Regions from separate parts of the Gossypium arboreum genome. Here regions 1 and 2 are each linked to region 3. A link is a contact called in public Hi-C data. All regions are on one chromosome and are shown on one strand. The core of a region is the stretch at or near the end of the contact, and the rest is flanking DNA. Distances in the headings are between cores, read along the strand shown.

Region 1 (3,377 bases), core at 416-2,915, 360 kb after region 3:
ATGGCTACCCTTCTCCACCCCTAGGAGCTGTCTTCATTTTATGTGTTTTGAGCTGTCCCTACATCCTTATAAATTTTAAGGAAATCTCAAATGTGGCTAATATTATTCCTCTAGAAATGGGTGTAAGGCATATTAATATTTTCAATGATTTATGATTAGCTTGGTTCGACCGAACAAATAAAACATTTAGGCTCAGTTTACAAAAAATCCAATTGATAATACATTTATAATTACCACTTATATCATAATCATAAATCTTTTTTATTTACAAATTCGAAATAGAAATAAGAACGATTTCAAACTATTAATCAATTAAATAATATGAGAAATACGTTGAATATTTGATGAAAACATGAAAGAAATAGGAATTAAATTAAAATAAAAAAAGAAATGAAATCATAGCAAAAAGATGTGGTATTAGGTCATTTGTCCTACATGCGCAAATCAAAATCGGGCGGATCTTTACTCGGGGTACAGCATAAACTTAAAAAAATTGAATAAAAAATTGATGAAACTCATTCAAGAACAAGAAAATGATATCGTGATTCGGATTAAATCCCAATGAACAAGAATTGATCAATGAAAAGTTTGTGCAATAAGTTTAGCGAATTTTTTCTATATTATAGATTATAGGAAAACGAGCCAAAACTTAGCTAATCAATCATATCCTGTCACACTAGAAATAATATTCTATATTAGATTTCTTATTGTTTTTGCTGTCAAATTGTCGATTATACACTTCCATACGTGGTTACCAGATATCTAGGGGGAGGCCTATTACAGTGCTTGTTTGCTTTTAGCCAGAATTTTATTAAAAATGGAAGCATATGAATTAGTTCGGATCAATATGGAATTATTACCCATCGCATTCCATATTATGGAATTATTACCCATGCGCATTCCATATTTTCTCCATGGTTGATAATAGTGGGTACAATGCAAATAATTTATGCAGCTTCAACATCTCTTGGTCATAGGAATTTAAAAAAAAGAATAGTCTATTCCTCCGTATCTCATATGGGTTTTATAATTATAGGAATTGATTTGATAACTAATACGGGTCTCAACGGAGCTACTTTACAAATAATGTCTTATGGCTTTATCGGTGTTGCATTTTTTTTCTTGCCAGCAATGAGTTATGATAGAATGCGTCTTGTTAATGTATCTTGTTTATCTTGACGAAATGGGTGGAATAGTCTTTTCGATTCCAAAAATATTTACGATATTCAATATCTTATCCATAGATTCTCTTGCATTACAGGGCATGAGTGGTTTTGTTGATCTTGAAAATGAAATGAATAAAGAAAATATAATTTTGACAGGGGTCTTGTTCATGGCATTCAAGTCAATCCTCCAAGTTCTATTGATGCCTTCTCTTCAGAGTTCACACTGATCGAATCAAAAGAGTTGGGCTGGTCCTGAAATGTGAGAAATGTGATTGGAATTAAAAAATGGAAAAATTCATTATCAAATCTCGCACCAACTACTATATCTTGCATAAAAAGCAGTGAAGAAGAAAATGACGAATACCGAAAACAAAGAAATAATGATGAGGCAGGAAAAAAAATTCAAGTAGAAATATAAAAGATGGGGAGCACATTTAAATCATGGCAGTTCTAATCCAAGACCAAGTTGAGACTAAAGATTGAGAAAATAAAAGCACGCCAAAGAAACTCTAGTTTTGACACAACGGCTAACTTCCATTCAAATTCAAAACATGCAAACTTCAGTCTCACCAACCAGCCGTCTCATCTTCCCTTCCATGCAATCTGAAGCTCAAGCAAAGTTTTCAACCACTTCATAGGTTGAGGACAATATTATTACACTTTAAGAATTATAATAATTCTCATATCTATTAGGCTTTTTAAGAACACGCAGACATGAAAGTAGCCAATAAAACGCATGTGTTACGACCTTCCAACTTAAGCCAAATCAGATTTGTTTTTACAATAGATTTGGAGCATACAGGATACAAGGAACATCTGCAAGGAGTTTAGGAGGAACGACTGATTGTTTCTCTCGGAACAGGGGCAAGGATTGAGATTTCTTGTTTTTCTGAGGCTTACAGGAGAAGATTAGATTTGACTTTCGTTTTTGAAATATATTATGGGGCTTGCAACAACTATAGGTAAGTATCAGCTAGGTAGAACTATTGGAGAAGGTACCTTTGCCAAGGTCAAGCTGGCTGTGGATACCACCAACGGTCATCATGTTGCCATCAAGATTATCGATAAGGCCATGGTGCTGGAAAGCAATCTCAAGTATCAGGCGAGTATCCAACCCTTGCTTTGTTATATGTCTTCTTGTCCTCCTTTACCGTCTCCAACCTGACAAATATTCCAAAAGAAATATATATATATATATATATTGCAGCTAAGAAATCAATACTCAAATTTCAGGTACAAAGCGAGATCCGGACCATGAAGCTTCTACATCACCCCAATGTTGTAAGAATATATGAGGTATGTTTTTGTTTTCTGGATTGATCGACTGGTACCAATTCTTGCACCCTAATCTATCATTAGAGGTAAAACCTGGTTGCAGGTTATTGGCTCCAAGACGAAGATATACATAATAATGGAGTACATATCAGGAGGGCAACTTTCAGACAAATTGGTAAGACTTATCAGACTGCACCAGGGATCCAATAAAGTTTTGGTGTAAAGCTTTTCAATTTTCAATTTACAATTTTAATCCTTTTTCCCTTACTATACAGTCTTATGCTAAAAAATTGAGTGAACCAGAGGGAAGAAAAGTTTTCCAGCAATTAATAGATGCAGTGGACCATTGCCATGGAAAAGGAGTCTACCACAGAGATCTAAAGGTATGTCTAACATACAGTTTTTCTATCTTCACAAATGAGCAAAGAAAGGTCACTTAAACCAATTAACATTTGGAATCAATCGTTTCTATATAGCCAGAGAATTTGCTTTTGGACAGTAAGGGAAACCTTAAAGTAACTGATTTTGGACTGAGTGCTCTAAGGAAGGTAGCCACAGCCTTTCTATTTACTTAAATAAATTTTCATCAGTTCTGATTAATTCCAAACCATTATTGTGGAAATTTGGCTAAAAGTTCACATGAAGTGCAGCCTGGAGATATGCTAACTACAGCGTGTGGCTCGCCATGCTACGTAGCACCAGAGGTAAGACATATCACTTCTTGTTCATTTGTTCTAAACTGTTTAAATTAACAAGAGAACAAAAGTTCGTAGAGAATTATAGACCAACAGCTAACTGTTCTTTAACAAAGCAATCTTACCAGATTAGGCTCATGATTCATTTTTTGGTAATAGCTACTTGCAAATAAGGGCTATGATGGAGCAGCTGCTGATATTTGGTCTTGTGGTGTCATCCTTTTTGAACTGCTTGCTGGCT
Region 2 (3,632 bases), core at 1,068-3,567, 470 kb after region 3:
AAAGTTTACTTCTATTTTTCCTTAAAGGGTAAGAGTTTCTAGTGTGCTTAGCATACTCACGCATCACAGACTAATAAATCAAATTGAATCTTGGAAAATAAACTAGGAAAGATTTTTTCTAGAACATAAAAGGATGAATGCTCTAACTGTCTATGCCACAGTACTATTTCGTGTTTGACATCCTTATTCCTACTAAAAAGAGCTTGACATTGACTAGGGTCTTAGTTTTCCTCCAACATGTATAAGCCGTTATGCACTCTACCATTGTCAATCCTCTTGCCCGTTTAAAGGTCCTAAAAAACAGAATGGTTAGGGAAGAATTCAACTTTACAATTTAGAGATTTAGTAATGGTGTTAATGGGTAAAAGGTTGACAGAAAATTTAGAAACATAAAGAACGGAAGATAGTAAAATATCGGAGGTACGATTAACAGAACCTAATCCAGATATGGAAGTAAAAGAACCATCTGTTAATCGAACACTATCTTTTGTATAGCATGGGAGTAGTTAAAGAGATTTTGCAAAGACCCTGTCATGTGTCTATTCACTCCAGAATAGATAATACAATATTTAGTATTAAAATAAGCATCAAAGGCAGTACTTGACTTTACAAAATTAGATGTATTGAGGAAGAGCCAAATTGGGACAAGAGACACCTAAGATGCTATACTTCATTTGAAGAAAATGTTTCAGTGGAAGCAATATCTTTGGATGATTCTGTAGTCTCGGACAAATTTTCTTGAGCTCGAGTTGGATTAGCTCGTTTTCCTCCCCTTCCCCTTGTGGGTCGGCCATGAAGTTTCCAACAAGTTTCTTTTGTATTCTTCAGTTTTCCACGAGACTCATACTGCATGTGGTCTTTGTAAGGATTCTTAGATTTTGGGAGCTATCAACAATCAATTTCGCATTTTCAATAGGTGTTGAGTAGGGCATAGCACTCCTATAGCCCTCTTCCCACAAAACATGAGAAAAGGTCTCCTCAAGTGAGGGAAAGGTGTCTTGCCAAGTACTTGAACCCTTACCTGATCATACTCATTATTCAGTCCAGCAAGAAAATAATAAACTTGTTCCTTTGCAATCGATTTTTTTGAATTTGACTTCATTTCCAGTACAATCCGCCCGAAAGTCTTGATATTAATCGAGTCTCGCCACAAAGCACTCAATTTAAAAAAGTATTTGAGAAATGGTCATCTCACCTTTCTTGGTATAGAGAACCTTATTCCATATTTCAAAGAACTGAGCATAATTCCAACCTTCAAGTAAGAGCAAGTGCCTCCCATATCGTTGTTGCAATGTCAAGTAGTAGGTAGGTCTTTTGAAATATGTGGCTCCATGGCATTAATAAACCAAGACCAAACAAGTGAATTCTCCGAGTCCCACTAGTCAAAAGCGAAATCACTTTCTGTGGGTTTTTTAGTCATTCCAATAACATATCCCTGCAAGCTTCTAGCTTTGATGAAAGCCAAACACGAGCTTGACCATGCAAGATAATTATTAGCATCAAGCTTTTTGAGACTAATCTGAAGAAAGATTATTCGAACTAGCAGCCTTATTGCCTCCCAATTAAGAATAGCAATGAATTACGGCAACAACGAAGAGGCAAAACTCCAATGGGATGTGCATCACGCGCAGGCTTATGAGGAAAACTCCCGAAACTGTTGAGGGCGCATGAATCTCCGAAGTTGAAGGTTACGCCGACAAAGAGGTGGCGATCCTTCTGGTGTGGGTGGTCAAAAAAAAAAAGGGCTTAAGGGAGTGAGTACCAAAAGAAATTTCTAGAGTTTTGGGATTTTGAAAAAAAATTGAGAAAAAATTCCTCTCAAATCTAGAATTTTAGCTTGACACCATGTTAAATCAAAGAAAATGAGCAACAAAAGAATGGGAGAAGAATTTCTTATTTTCTCATATATCAATTGTGAAAAAATACAAAGAATTTGTACACATAAACTAAGAAAAGGAAACTAATAATTCTGTAATCCCTAAAAATCAGTAATTACATAATTTCTAAAATCTGCCGTACACTATCAATTAGAATCAATCAATCAACATGTGTAAATAAATGCGAAAGACTAGTCAAATGATCAGATGCACCAGAACCAATTAACCCCTGGTGTAGAAGATAGACAGCTAGGAAAAGCGCTGAAAATTCTACCTCCTTGAGATAGGGAACTACCAGGATCACTAGATACAGAATTGGACTTTAGCAATTCGAGAAGATGATCCACCTGTTCCTTACTAACTGGGATTGTCTTGACCTCATTAGCAAAGGTTGAAGTTTGTGGGTTTTCCACGAATTTTCAAAGAGATTCACAAGTATGATGCTGTATGTTACAAGTGTCACACCAGACCCAAGATTTTCCTTTCATACTCCGTTGGCTGGTAGTAGTATCAAAAGAGACTAGAGCTGAATTCTCAACGAAACTGGTGGAATCTTTTTTACCCAACATAAGAACTATCGACTTTCCTTTCCTAACTTCCGAGAACAATAACTGAGGGAAGTGGTTGTCAGTCGATTATCCGTCCTCTCAAATTTATATTAAGGCCAGCAAGGAACTTGAAGATCTGATCGCTCTTCACGTTTCTCTTGTAATAAATACAGCAATCAGAGCTCTTATCATAATCATTAAACATATCTAAACCCTCTTCCAGGATAAGAAAATACTTACTAATACTGTTTTCTCCCTAATGAAGCTCACTAAATTGCAATCGTAATTCATAAACTTGAGATTTGTTGCCGAGATCAGAGTACATTAGACTTAAATTGTCCCGGGTATCATACACTGGATCTTCCTTTCCTCCAGTCAAAAATATCCTATCTTTCCACTGCCCCAAAAATACATCAAACAGATAGTGACCAATGTAAAACTTTTCTCCATTTTTAAATGAACAATAATATTTGGATCAGATGAGAATCAAAATGGTAAACTTGATTTCACTGTGATTTGGATTCAATTGAAATATCGAACATGATTCACGGGAAGATGAAATAATCATGGATAAATATTTCTGATAGTCAAAGGTTGACAATGATTAGATAGAATCAAGGAACAAGGAACAAGACCAAGAAAAACTGCAGCAATAAAGGCTTGCAATGAGTACACTGTTTTGACTTGAAAAAAGAACAAAGTAAAATGAGATTCTAATCAAACTCAACCTAGTTCTGATGCCATATAAGAAAAAGTAATAAGAATGATGTTCTTAGAAATCAAGCACACTGAATTCTCCAATATTCATTAGCTATATATATAGGTACAAAATGATAAGTATACCCGAGTTTAGATAGACTAAAACTAGAAGATAATTACAGGATAAATATTTAGATAGGTTAAAACAAGAAGATAATAAGATGATATACGTGATAAATACAAAGTAAATTAAAATTAAAAAAATGATAAAAATTCAATCAAATCAAATCAATTAAACTATCTTCGGCTTTGTGGCCTTAGCTAAGCAACAAGTTACACATAATTACTACTACATGAAAGATCTCTTCCCTTCTTTCACAATCAAGTTCTCAGTAATTACTCAATATACATACACAAAACAAAGCAAGAAAAAGAAAATTAAAAAACCAAAACTTCAATATATTACTTCTAATTGCTATCGCAAAAGAGGCTGAATATAAAATATTAG
Region 3 (3,586 bases), core at 981-3,480:
AATTAAAAAGGAAAAATTGCATGTTTGGAAAAGTTACCTGATACTTGTCTGTCCGCCTGCATCAATAAATGATAAAGATGTCATCAGGACAAGGAGTTGACATCACTTACGTTTGACGAATAAAACTAAATAGCCCAGAATGATAGAAGAAAGCAAACTTACAAAACAATGTAATCAATTTCGGTCTTATACTAAGGCCGCATTTGCCATTGTGGTTGGATGCCAAAAAGTGCTTTCAAACCCAACCACAATGCCAAACTGTTGGCTTTTGGGATTGAAAGTACAGTTAAAAAATACTTTCCACCCAAATGCAAATGCTAGTATTTAGGTACCTTTGACTTTTGGTTTTTGCCTTTAAAAGTAAAATTATCAAAATATTCTCATTTATATTAACTATTTAAAATATATATTAATTTATATTTTATGTCTCATTATATTAAATTATTTAAATATCATTTATCATTATATTTAAAATTTTAAAATATTTCATGTATTTTAAATTTACAAATAATTTATTAATTACTTAAAAAGTATTTAAATTGTATATTTCATGTATAAATTATTTAAATATTACCTAAATTAATTTATTTTTAATTTCCAACATTATGTCTTAATTGAACCTTTTAAGTTTCCACTGCAATTTTTGCTAACAATGTCAAACACTTGAAATTAACAAACGACGCGCACTTTCTCACAACATTTTTTAAAAGCACTTTTTGTAAACCAAACTTTTCAAAAACAATTTTCAATTGCAGAACTAGGCCTAAGAGATTAAATTTTTGACGAAGTCCAATGGCATTGAATAATAGTAAAATTGCATAAGAAATAGGGTTGCAGACAAAGTTAAATTTCCATGGTTTCTTATTTCTCCTATAGGTTGTGGCAGATATCTCTAATTAGTGAAAGTTTTACTTTATCCAGCTTCAAAAAAGTAAAGCTCTGATGATAAAGAGAACATAGTTCTGTAAAATTTTCTTCAAGCTGTTACTTAATAAGCTGTTTTCCCGCAAGAGATACTTAGAACAGATATATAAAGATATAGACTAGAGGTAAAGGATTCATGTAAACTGTGATCTGAAAGCCAGATACGGTTAGTTTATAAAATTAAGTTTTAAGGTAACAAAAGTAAAAAAATATGTTCGTTGAAGTCTTTGATATAAGAACTAGAGGATTTAAAGTATCACAATAAGAACTGTTTCATCTTCCTGACATTTCTGTAAGTTTGAAAGCTAGGGTGCTTCTGATATGATTTTAACATAGATGCATGTTGCGAAAATTTTCCAACTCTTATACCTTCGAACAATCAAATCGATAGGAAAATATAATCAAAATTACAGGACATCGCTACATGTTAAAGATGTGGATCAAGGAATACTGGTCTGCATACCTAAATCCCAAACTTGAAATTTGATGTTATTGTACTGTACTGTTTCGACATTAAATCCAATTGCTGCACCATAAAGAACATAACAAATCTAATATCAACTCTTAAATATTAAAGAAACCTTTGATCTACTTAATTGAAAATCAAAACTTATCCATTCTATCTCCCCACAACATATCAAAATGCTCAATAATCCCGCTTCACACAAAAAAAGAAAAGAGAGAATAGAATAAGAACGACTAACTTGGAATTGTGGAGACAACTTCACCCATCTGAAGCCGATCTGCAACCAAACCCTCAAATTATAAAGAGAGAGAGAGAGAGAAAGGCCATTTCATAAATCACGGCAGGAAAAAATGGGTAGCGCTTAAAACATTAAAAAAAAAGGGGATGAGAAATAATACAAAGAATAGTGGTTTTGCCAGCATTGTCAAGACCGAGAACAAGGATCCGAGCCTCCTTGTTTCCCAATAGAGAAGAGAACAATTTTGTAAACAGAATACCCATCTCGTAAAAAAAATGGAAAAATCACTCAATATCAGTGCATGAATTTTGGATCAGATCTCCAAAGCAGCACCCCTGTACAAAAGGAGAGTGCCTGCTTGCAAGAGGAGTTGAGATTTCAATAAGGGTAAAATTGATAATTCAAAAGTAAACGGGTCTGAAATGCAATGCCAGTATATATATTTTTTGGGTGGCTTTTTTTCTTTTCTGATTTTCTCCTACTAATAGAATCGAATCGGAGACAAAAATAGAGAGGACATAGGCAACATTGAAGAAAAGGAAAAGTGGGGTTAGAATCTTATGCGGTGATAGAACCAGTGCAAGCAAATATCTGATTGCCCACGTCATCTTTGGAAATTGTAATACTGAGCAGTTTTATATTTTTTCTCTTTTTCGTTTTTGTATAAAGATTGTAATAATATGAAAAAATTTTATGTATATAATATTTAACAGAAAAATTAATATTTGTACAAAATTTAACAAATAAAATTTAGTATAGATTATTTGTACAAAATGTACAAAATCATATAAAAATTGCATATAGATAAAACTATTAAATAGGCTATTTGTATAAAATCAAATAGATTATTTGTACAAAATACATAAGTTTATATAAAATTTAACAAATAAGATTAATCCTTATATATATTTTTAAAACTAATCCTTATATTAAATAGATTATTTGTACATATAATTAATTTTTATATTGTTGATGTTTATTTTACGTTTTATGTTTGAGGTTGATTTTTATATTGTTCATGTTTATTTTACGTTTTATGTTTGAGGTTTATGATAGTCTTTCTTAATAATGTCTTCTCCAAATTTCAAATATTTATTCTCTCTTTAAGAGTACAATGTACTTAAGGTAAACCCTAAAAAACTTTTCTCTTTTTTTTTTTCTCTCAGTCGTTTGCTTCTTATTTTTTGTTTTACTCAGCGACGGTGTCAACCTCTAAGCGGGCTATCACCCGCCTTTTTCCTCTTGCATCAACACTTTCTTTCTTTCTTTTTTTATTTCACTACACACGTCTTCTCTCTTTTCAATTTGCAGATATATTTTGTGGATATATTTGGTGTCTTTACAAGTTGTGATGGATAAATGATAGTGCCTATCAATCACTAAAATTCCACCAGCCACCAATAGTTTTTCTTGGAAAGTGGGTCACTCTTCGTCAACTTCTTAAAATAATAAATAATTTCACATGTCGATTTAGACTCATGTTGTCTTAAGTTTTATATATATATATATTTTTCTATTGTTTAATAAGTTTTCAGTTTTATAAGTTTTTGCTTGCTCTTGTGGCACATTTTTTAGTTTTGCTTTTGCATGTAATCTTAATTTTACAAATGATTTTAGGGACAATTTTGTTGACATCCTCTAGTTTGGTGAATGCTCAATTATTTGTCGATTTTTGCTCGCTGCTTTGGGCCATTTGAGGCTGGTTTCCTTATCGTATTAAGTGTTTGCAATCACTCGATATGTAGTACTTGAGTTGTGATAAAGCCAATTGCCAACATGTCATAATGTTCTATTGATGCTGTGAATAAAGCCTTTGTTGTGTTGATGGAGCTTGTCCTTGACCATTTACGACGAGTGATTGTTCTTTTTTTTCAAAAAAAAAAAAAGAAAGTACAATGAACCTTAACATTGCAGAACACTTACTATTATTTTGTAAACAAATCCTTATATTAAATTGA

The links. A called contact is a pair of places that touch in the nucleus more often than the background predicts.
Region 1: a contact with region 3 is called in a Hi-C map of leaf, with 3 times the contacts expected there. The contact joins the promoter of LOC108464807 here to the promoter of LOC108470123 in region 3. A contact is called at or near these places in 2 of 5 Hi-C or Micro-C datasets (both in leaf).
Region 2: a Hi-C map of leaf shows a contact between it and region 3, with 4 times the contacts expected there. The contact joins the enhancer-like site here to the promoter of LOC108470123 in region 3. A contact is called at or near these places in 2 of 5 Hi-C or Micro-C datasets (both in leaf).

What each region holds. Positions count from the first base shown.
Region 1 is chr8:105,203,860-105,207,236 of ASM2569848v2, forward strand. It overlaps LOC108464807 (CBL-interacting serine/threonine-protein kinase 21), which reads left to right and starts at 1,666. Exons shown (of 15, transcript XM_017765079.2): 1 at 1,666-2,268; 2 at 2,400-2,462; 3 at 2,545-2,616; 4 at 2,717-2,824; 5 at 2,918-2,989; 6 at 3,092-3,145; 7 at 3,296-3,377. The coding sequence starts at 2,107.
Region 2 is chr8:105,313,189-105,316,820 of ASM2569848v2, forward strand. No RefSeq gene overlaps it. Among protein-coding and RNA genes, the nearest start is that of LOC108464816, 22 kb to the right of the region's middle. Within about 2 kb of position 2,318, at least 2 of the 2 cell types and tissues checked have an H3K27ac peak or open chromatin away from gene starts, as enhancers often do. A contact at or near this core is called in leaf, where this site is marked.
Region 3 is chr8:104,843,789-104,847,374 of ASM2569848v2, forward strand. LOC108470123 (ADP-ribosylation factor 1) reads right to left here and starts at 2,231. Exons shown (of 8, transcript XM_053018106.1): 1 at 1,789-2,231; 2 at 1,629-1,680; 3 at 1,388-1,450; 4 at 38-56. The coding sequence starts at 1,812.